2 separate regions of the Oryctolagus cuniculus genome follow, and region 1 is linked to region 2. Evidence: chromatin contacts called from public Micro-C data. All regions are on one chromosome and are shown on one strand. The core of a region is the stretch at or near the end of the contact, and the rest is flanking DNA. Distances in the headings are between cores, read along the strand shown.

The links. Hi-C and Micro-C count contacts between places; a contact is called where the count stands out from the background.
Region 1: a contact with region 2 is called in a Micro-C map of ear pinna, with 2.1 times the contacts expected there. The contact joins the enhancer-like site here to the promoter of SMAD6 in region 2. A contact is called at or near these places in 2 of 6 Hi-C or Micro-C datasets (ear pinna and skin fibroblasts).

What each region holds. Positions count from the first base shown.
Region 1 is chr12:89,610,904-89,615,562 of mOryCun1.1, forward strand. The region is part of intron 2 of SMAD6 (SMAD family member 6); the gene reads left to right. Among named protein-coding and RNA genes, the nearest start is that of SMAD6, 40 kb to the left of the region's middle. Within about 2 kb of position 1,273, at least 3 of the 8 cell types and tissues checked have an H3K27ac peak or open chromatin away from gene starts, as enhancers often do. A contact at or near this core is called in ear pinna, where this site is marked.
Region 2 is chr12:89,571,185-89,575,906 of mOryCun1.1, forward strand. SMAD6 (SMAD family member 6) reads left to right here and starts at 2,305. Exons shown (of 3, transcript XM_051822328.2): 1 at 2,305-4,722. The coding sequence starts at 4,238.

The DNA.
Region 1 (4,659 bases), core at 23-2,522, 39 kb after region 2:
AGCCATACAAGCACACACGGAGGCGGGCAGTGCGCGTTGCGCTCGCGACACCCGTTGGGTGCCTGGATTCGAGTCCCAGCCCCGCTCCTGACTCCGGCTTCCCGCTAATGCGCACCTGGTGAGGCAGCAGGTGTGGCTCACAAAGATGACTCTGTGCCACCCACGGGGGAGACCTGGGTTGGGTGGTCAGCTCCCAGCCCCAGCCTGGCCTGGCTCTGGCTATCGTGGGCATTTGGGGAGTGAACTGGTGGATAGCTTGCTTGCTCGCTCTCTCTTTCTGCCTCTCAAAAAGAATTAAATAAATCAAGTAAACAGATTTCAAAAAGTGCCTATAGCTTCTTTCCTCCTAGCAGCGTTGAGAACATTTCCTCATTCGTCGAGTCCTCTGTGTGATGTGTGTGTGTGTGTGTGTGTGTGACGGCTGCTTAGTATTTCAGTTTGTGGCCCAAGCCGTATTTACTTAGCCGATCCCCGGGGCTGGCCGTTTAGGTCCTGGCTGGGATTTTTTTTTCCTTTAATTGTAAACACTGCCGCTTGGCGTGCATCCTCCAGCCGTCGTCTTTGTGGACTCTGCTGGTTATTTCCTCAGGTTAAATTCCTAGATCTGGGCCGGCTGGGTCAAAGGCCACGCACGTTGAAGGTCAGAGTGCCCTCCGGAAAGGCTGTATCCGTTTTCTGTCCCAGCAGCCGTGGAGGAGAGGGCCCGGATCCTGTAGCTCGCAGCCCTGCGCTATTTCCAAACCACGAGCCCAGAAAGAGTTGGAAAAAAAAAAAAAAACACCCAAAAAACAAAAACCACTGCTCTGGGAGCGACTTCCTGCCGCAGGAAGGGAGGCATTTGGTAAATAGGCCACTCCCAGGTTTTGAGTGACTGCTCAGGGCCTGGCCACTGGGAAACCTTACCGAAGATCCAGACTGGGTCTTCGTCCTGGGCTGGGCAGGTGACCAGCGTGAGGACAGCTGGCGAGTGTGTCCGGGAGCCTGGGAGGACCGAGGGACCTGGCTGCCTGGTCCAGCCATAGATGCCGATCATGGCCGCCTCGGAATAGCGCTTGAGTCGTGGTTGGCCCCCTCCCCCTAGGCCAGGGCCCTTGTCCATCAGCATCGCTGAGGAACATGGCCCTGTGGGAGAATGAAGCTGGGAAGCTGTGAACGGGGTGCTTCCAGACCCCAGCAAGAAAACGGGGGTGGGGGTAGGGACGGGGGACCACCCCTCTGGGAAGCTCTGCACGGGAGCCTGGGGTGGGACCTGCCTGCTTGCTGCCTCACTGAGCTGCCCTGGGAGCCCCCTGGTCAGGGTGGAGGCAGGGAGAGCCCCATGGGCCCTCCAAGGAGTCTGGTGGCACCCCCATCCCCTCCCCGGTATGAAAATCAGGTGACCAGGGCTCCCCAGCATGCCCCTGTTTTGAATGAGGTTGTAGATTGTTTATTTGAGAGGAGAGAGGCCCCAGCCGAACATCCTGCTTTTTTTAAAACCCAGAGCTCCAGCGCAGCCCTCCACTGGATACCCCACCCCCATGCCAATCCCATCCCTTCCCCCCCCATTAAAACAGTTCTCAGCTCCTCTCCCTAAACTCTCCCCCACTTTAAGGCAAGGGGGAAAAGGCCTGCTCCCCGAGGGGCACCTGTCCTTGGGCAGCACACTGTTCCCTGCGCTGGACTGGACTTGCTGTAAGGCCACCACAAAACACACCAAACACCGGAGTTAAGGGTTTATTGTCCAGTGGGAGAAGCCCCATGGGCTGGGGGGCGGGCGAGAGAGCAAGAGAGAGGAATCAGGAGAGAGAGAGCAAGTGTGCTGGAAACAGGTCCTGTGAAACCTTTGCTGGGGGGCAGGGAAGTAGGAAAGCGGTGGATCCCATTAGGGTCGGGGTGGAGCTGACACCTGTGGTTGGGCCATCTGGTCACCTGGCTTCCAGCAATGGTTGCGGCTAGAGCCTAGGATGGTGTTGGATGTAGAAGGCTGTGCCCTTTTACTAACACTTGCAGCCGTCTGAGTGCTGTGTCCATTTTGTGACACCAAGTGTGAGAAGCGCAACGCCACTTGCTCAGGGCGCTTGGCTCAGCAGCCACCTAGAGAGCCAGTCCCAGCCCAGGCTCTGCGACCCCGCCGTGGGCTATGTGGCCTTTGGCAAGCCCCATGTCCTCTCTGGCCTCAGCTTGCTTGCTCAGCCACCTAGTGGGTGGTGCTCCGTGCTGTCTGGGCTCTTTCCACCTCTGCTTCTCCTCCTCCAGTGAGGATCGCGTGGCACCAGGTTCAGAGGACCCTCGCTGGCCCTCTGCAGCCCCATGGCACCCCCACCCTCCCTTGCGCCCCACTTCCCGCAGCCAGAGTGGAGCCACAGACAAAGGCCCTGCTCGGGCGGAAGGTGCGCCAGTGGGATGTGTGCTGGTGCCTGGCTGGCGGGCCCTGGGCCCTGATAAGAAGCCGAGGCGCCCCGGGAACCAGCTGGAGGATGCTGGGGCCGGCGGGAGATAGAGCAGGCTGGCACCGGTCTCACCAGCCTCGGCCTGCCCCCTTCTGGGTCTCCCAGGTGAGAAAAGATTTTTGTGACAAATGCATGCCAGGCTTGGCGGGAGAACGGGGTGCAGGAGCCGTGCGACTTTGGTGACGCCTGTCCTGTTTAAGCATTCAGAAGTCACGGTGACCCACAGACTGCTCCAGCATGGGGACAGATCGTGGGAGGGGACGTGCCTGGTCCCTGGCAGTCAAAGGTCTCCCTCCCGGGCCAGCCAGCTCTCTGTCCCGCATCCATAAGGATCCTGACTCCAGCCTGTGGTTCCCGCAGCTGACGCGGAAGCTCCGCTTCCGCTCAGGGTTTGTGCTGGGGTGGGGTGGGGGTGGGGGTCCCTGGTGCTGCTGGAGCAGGGCTGGGGGGATGGGATCTGTGCAGACCTGCTTCTGGACAGCGTCTCCCTTGTTCGGGGAAGATGCCACTTCAGTACCTCATCGTCCATGGGGCTGAGCCGCCGACTGCCTGGGGTTTTCGTGTCTTTGTTGGACTGAGGCTTGGCTGCTTCCGGCTGTGGCTGATCGATGCCCTTGGGGGGTGCGATGGTTACAGTGCTCAGGCGCCTGTCTTGGGTGAGGTTGTGTTGGATGTGGTTACAGCGACCCACTGTACAGTGGGTCCAGCAGTGGGTCACTGTACCGTGAGTCCAACAGCCCTCCCTGTCCCCTCCGTGTGTGGATTTGCAAACAGCTCAGGTCAGACATGAGTGTGAAGACTGGCATCCCCCACAGTGGGAGGCTACGGTCCAGGGATGCAGAGGCGCGGGCTCCGAAGGGTTAATCTCATTGTGGAGGAAAAGTCAGCCCCCGGGGTAGGCAGAAGCGACTTTCTGGGATCCTGTACGTCGGACATTAAGCGTGCCAGTTATTGGTCTAACAGAACGAATACACCAAATTCCTTCTGGCCTGATTTTCATTTTAACAAAGAGTAATCCAATTAATGTAATTGATCCAATTGATCTTTCCTGGGAGGATCGAGCCAGGAGGACAGAAATTCTTACCTCCACTTGGCGAGGCTAAGCCAGAGGCTGCCTGCTGCGCTGAGGTCCCCAGCCAGGCCAGCGGGGTGAGGATGGGCCGTGGACCTCTGGCTGCCCCTGCAGAGCCTTGTGTTAGCGCCACACCTGCCCTTTGCGGCCAGAGCTCTGCCATCGGCCAGAGGCTCCGGCTAGATGCCTCTGCTCCCCTGTGGGACACCAAGCCTTCCTGCCCCTGGCCTGCGCCTTTCTGGAGTCTTCTGTGGGGGTTAGGGGCTCCATGGTCAGGGGCTGTTTGCAGAGCCTGCCTAGCCATTGGCAGCTCACCTGGATAGTTTTCAAATGCCAGGTTAGCTTGCCTCAGAGGCCAGGTGTTCTCCATAGTCATCTCTACATTATTAAAAAATGAGTTGAAAGATGAGTTGCATGCATTTGACACAGAGGATGGGCAGCCCATCTCGACTTGCAGTAACCAAGGGCAAGGGGCTTAGGCCTTAGTGGGCACCAGAGTTTTATTTTTTTTTTTATCTGTGGTGGTCACTTTCTCAGCTGTGGCCACCAGGTCCTGGGTAGGAAGTGCAAGCCAGTACCCTGCCCCTGGCCCACAGCTTCCCCAGGAACGCCCCTCTCCCCCACCCTCCTCTGTGCCCGTGCCCTGGCCCACAGCAGTGCTGGGGAGTACACCCAGCCACTCCCACTGCCTGACTTGTCCCATGGTAGCCAGACCCCTCCCCCAGTCACGAGCCTCACTGGGCTCCATAAATCACCCTAAGAGCACATTCCTTGGGGGATTTGTAAAATAATCAAAATATTTGGGGAAAAGACCTTAAGATTACTTATGGCTATTAGTGGGATCCATATATTTTGGCACCAAGAATGGCTTAATTGAAAAAATATGTGTGCTTGGTGATTTCTTTCTTTCTTTCTTTCTTTTTTTTTTTTTAATAAGGAGTAGGCTCAGAGAGAAGAGTGGTTAGGGAGAAAAAAAAATCAAGGAAGAATTGAATATCAAAAGGGGTTGTGTGGAGGAGCTGTTTACAGGCTCCTGGAAAATCTAATGCTAAATGGAAAGTTAGTCCTGCCTGCACAGCCCGAGATTGTGAGCAGAGCCCAGGTACCACGCACATAAGGAGCCTTTTAAGAGACCCGGGACAACTTGCCCCGTTGCAA
Region 2 (4,722 bases), core at 1,055-3,554:
CACTGGGTTCAAGTCTCAGCTCTGCTACCTCCTGGCCATGTGACCCGAGACAGATCTCTGAACCTCTGTTTTCTTCCCTTAAAAAATAATAATAAAACACCACAGCTTATCTTGCGCATTGTTGGAGATGTGATGACAGGGCAGGTAAGCGCACTCCCTCACCTGGGCCGAGCTGCAAGCTCAGGGCTTGAACTCAACCGTCCCACCCCAGAGCCATTTACTGAGTGCCCACCCGGGGCCAGGGGCTGCGAGGAAGACACAGGACAGCGCTGTCCCGTGCGACGGAGGGACTGGCGTCCCCTGGCCTGCTTCTGACCTCACGCTCTCAGGCGGCTGTGGGTGGCCTGCGCCGCAACCTTTCCGCTCCCAGGAACGGCAGGAATTGGGTAGGCGCCTCGAGGGAGACGCACAGAGTGAGCGCTTTGTGGGGCAGATCTCAATCGCCGCAGCCCGGGCCCTGCAGAGAGCTGAGGGTGAGCGGCAGGAACCCGCCTTCCCCCCGCCTCGCAGCTGCAGGGAGCCGGAGCGGGCTCCCGGGTCTGGCAGTGTAGGACGCTGGGAGTCCCCGCACGGTGCCGCCGCCGCCGCCGCCCGGCCCTTCTCGGCTCCGCCGCCTGCACCCTCTAGTGGCCACACGCGCGCCAGGCCTGGGGCTGGAGGAGCCCTAGGAATCCAAGGTCCTAGACCGGTCACCGCCCTCCCCTTCCTGTCACTACCACAGTCCACCTTAGACGCTGACTGTGGGTCCTCCATTTTGGCAATCACTTCCAGGGCAATTCTGACAGATGAGAGCCCGGAAACCTCCAGATCCGACACGGGTACGGTCGGCACTGAACGTGGGCTTACGCAGAGTCTGGGCTCAGGGCTCCCCAGGCAGGGAGCGAGGGCTCAGGGCCCAAAGTACGCAAGTTGCTGCCCAGGGAAGAAGGCATTTCTCCTGGGAGCCGGAGCACCGGCCAAGCATCCGGGAACTCAGGGCTGCAGGGCTGCAAGAGGGGCCAAATGGAGCCACCGCTCACGTATCTGCCCCAGGGGTGTGCACAGCCCTGCCGACCTGCAGGCAACACCCCTTCTCCACACTATCCCCTTTCCTCTGCTTCCCAGCACACACCTGCCCCAGCCAAACTGGCTGCATCAAATCCCCCTCGGCCACTAATTACAAGCTGTGCAAGTCTTTGTGGCTTAGTGTCCTTATCTATAAAAGAGTGGTAACAACCACACCTCCTGACAAGTGCTGTGATGTGGAGTCTCTCCGGGCCTCGCCCGAAACACGTGGATTGAAAATCCTGCAACAGGGACCCCCCCCCCCCCCCAGCGACTTCCTGAGGTTAGGGATGCACACGCTGGCTGGAGGTTTTTAGCAGGTTAGCACTCTCCATAGGTCCCTGCACGGGCTCTCCATTTGCGATGAGGGGTAACGTTGCATATCAAGGTCGTCGTGAGAATTAAATGATTAAGTTTCGGGAACGCGGTGGAACACACTGCTATTGCACTCCACAGCCAAACCAGTAAGTGCCCTCCTAGAAGGGAATTCTTCATCCTGACCTCCCCTTGGTTTTTACGATGCATGAATTTCCCGTAGCGGGCAGTGACTGAGGGACCCCGGGACGGGTTTCCGGGGGTGCGGGTCACGCAGCCTTGGGGGTGCTGTGACGTAGGTGTGTTTGCAGAGTCAGCCTGCAGCTCACTTGCGGCGTGAGCACGTGACAAGCACCATGTCCCCGCGTCTTCAGGGCTCTGTGAAAGCACTCCGAGCAGGCCTCTGCATCCGCGTTTCCAAAGAAACTGAGGCTAGGACAGCTGCTTCCACTCGACCAGAGAGGCAGGGGACGGTGGGGACGTTTGTCGGTGCGGTATCGCATCAGGGGAGAGCCCCTGTCTCCCCCAGGGCGCGCGGCGCCAACAGTACCTGGCTTCAGGTACTGCAAATGGTTCTGGGTTCTTCCTGCAAAGCTCGCCCTTCCCCCAGCGCCCAGACAGACTCTGGGCTGGGGGGCTAGCTCGGCCGCACAAGCACCGCGCCAGCCCCCAGCGTGCGCGCCCGGGGGAGACCCGCGCCCCCGCGGGGGAAGGGCGCCCAGCCCCGGGCCAATGGGAGTAGCGGAATTTCTTTCATTCAGCGCGGGGCCCGGCTCCTGCCCGGAAAGGGGCGGGGCGCCGCGCCGGGGGCGGGGCCGCCGTGCGCCGGGAGGGGCGGGGCCGGCCCCGCGGCCCGGCCAATCGGCGCCTCGCCCGGGAGGGGGAGGGGGGACCAGGCCTTTTTTCCCCTCCGCGCGGGACCAATCCCGACTTTACAAGCTTGAACTTTTGCCACCCTCGGACGAGCGAGCGCGCCCGAGGAGGTACCCCGCCGCGCCGGCTCCAGGGGCAGGAGCGGCCTTAACCCTTCCCGCGCCGGGCGGCCGCCGCGCCCCCGCCCACGGACCGCCCCGCACTCTCGTGGGGGCATCCTCGCCGGGGAAAGCACGACCCCAGGCCCCCAGCCCTCAACGCCTGGCAGATCCAATTGGCCAGGAAAAGGGGGGAGGTGGAAGCACCCGGCCTGGAGGGGGTCCGGGGACTACAGGCGGCTCCCCTCGCTCCTAGGCTGGGCCGAGAGGAGCCGGCGAGGAGGCACCGCTCGCCTCGACCCCCACCTCCTTCAACTAACCAGCTCGGGCCGTCCCGGAGCCCCCTGCCCCGCCAGTGCAGTCTCTCCCGCCCGCCCCCTCCCCCTCAGCTGGCTCAGCCGAGAGACCCCGACTCTGCACAGGGGGCCCGTCCTGCAAGACCTTGCTCCCCACCGTCTCAGCGGTCCCATGCTCCCCAGAGACGCGAGGCGGGCAGGCACTCAAGCACATCCGTGCCCGCCCCGGCAACGGGGGCTTAGACCCACTCTGAAGGGCAAGGCGTATCTGCGAGTGGGTGCTCGAGGCGGGGGGCGCCGTGCGCGCCCGAGTGGCGGGGGGCTCGCCAGCGCCGCGTCCCGTCGTCACCGCGTGTACGCGGAAAGCGCGCGTGTGCCCGCTCGCATCCGTGCCCGGGGCGCGACGCGACGCGAGCCACCGAGAGCGGGCCTCGGGCGCTGTCAGGCCCGGGGCGGGCGCGGGGCGGGGGCCGGGGCTCGGCCCGCCCCGGGAGCCGGCCCCTGCGCGCCTCGGGCCCTGCAATGGGACGTGTTCTCCTTTAAGAGTTAAGAAACTTGAAACCTTGTTTGCGCAACAATCAGCGCCGCGGAGCCGCCAAAGTGTCTAGACTGGCATATGATGGGAGGCAGCCAATGACTCCGCGGCGCTCCTCCGGGGGCCCTCAGTGTGCGTTTGAGGAGAACAAAAAAGAGAGCGAGCCGAGCGGGGGAGCGAGCGAGGGCGCCGCGCCGAGAGCCCGAGCCGCCGGGCGCTGCCGCGCCAGCCCTCGCGGGGACCGCGGGGCCACCGGGAGGCACTTTGGCGGAGGGGGGAGGCGGGCGACCTCGGCCGCCGCGGCGCCCGGCGCGTCCGAGCGCGGCGCGGGGCGGGCTGCGACCTCGGCCTCGGCGGACTGCACTTTTCATTAAGGATCCCCGGCAGCTCTTTGGGAATTTTTGCAGCTTCCACTCAATGTGTTGACACCCGCGTCCGGGAGGACTCGCTCCAAGTGCATCTAGCGCCGGGGACCTGAGACGGAGTTGGCCTTCCGTGCACGCAAATCCAGGGACTGGGGGTTTTGTTTTGGGATCGCTTCTCCCTCTCCTTCCTTCCTTTTTTTCCCCCCTCCCCGCCCCCCCCTCCCCTTTTATTTTGCAGGGAGTTAAGAAGGGAGCTGAGGGTATCTACAAGCCTGCCTTTCGGACCTGGCAGGAAGAGCCCATGTAGTGGAGCGCTTGAGTTTTTTTAAAAGCAGGGCTTCCCAGACACACTCGGGGTCCGGCGCGAGCGCTTTGTGCCCATGGACCAGCCGCGCGTCTCCTGAAGGCTCGCCGGCCCCTCGCGGGGTCGTCGCCGCCGCGGCGCGCCGCCTGCAGCCCCCCGGAGCGCGGGCGCTGGAGTGGCCGAGCGGCGCGGCCCCCGGCCCCGCGCGTGCTCTCGGCCCGCCCGCCTCGGCGAGCTCCCTCATGTTGCAACCCTGCGGCGCCCCTTCGACGACGGGCTGTGCGCGGTCTGCACGGCGCTCCGCGGCGGAGCTTCATGTGGGGCTGCGGCCCGCGCCTCGCTGAGGGAACGGACCCCTGGTAACCGGAGACCGCCTCCCCTCCACCCCCGGCGCCAAAGGATATCGTATGTTCAGGTCCAAACGCTCGGGGCTGGTGCGGCGACTTTGGCGAAGTCGTGTGGTCCCCGACCGGGAGGAAGGCGGCGGCGGCGGCGGCGGCGGCGGCGACGAGGATGGGGGCTTTGGCAGCCGAGCTGAGCCGGCCCCGCGGGCACGAGAGGGCGGAGGCTGCGGCCGCCCCGAAGTCCGCCCGGTAGCCCCGCGGCGGCCCCGGGACGCGGTGGGACAGCGAGGCGCCCAGAGCGCGGGCAGGCGCCGGCGCGCAGGGGGCCCCCAGAGGCCCGTGTCGGAGCCGGGGGCCGGCGCTGGGGGCTCCCTGCTGGACGTGGCGGAGCCGGGCGGCCCGGGCTGGCTGCCCGAGAGCGACTGCGAGACGGTGACCTGCTGTCTCTTCTCGGAGCGGGACGCCGCCGGCGCGCCGCGGGACGCCGGGGACCCCCTGGCCGGGGCGGCGCTGGAGCCGGCGGGCGGCGGGCGGAGCCGCGAAGCGCG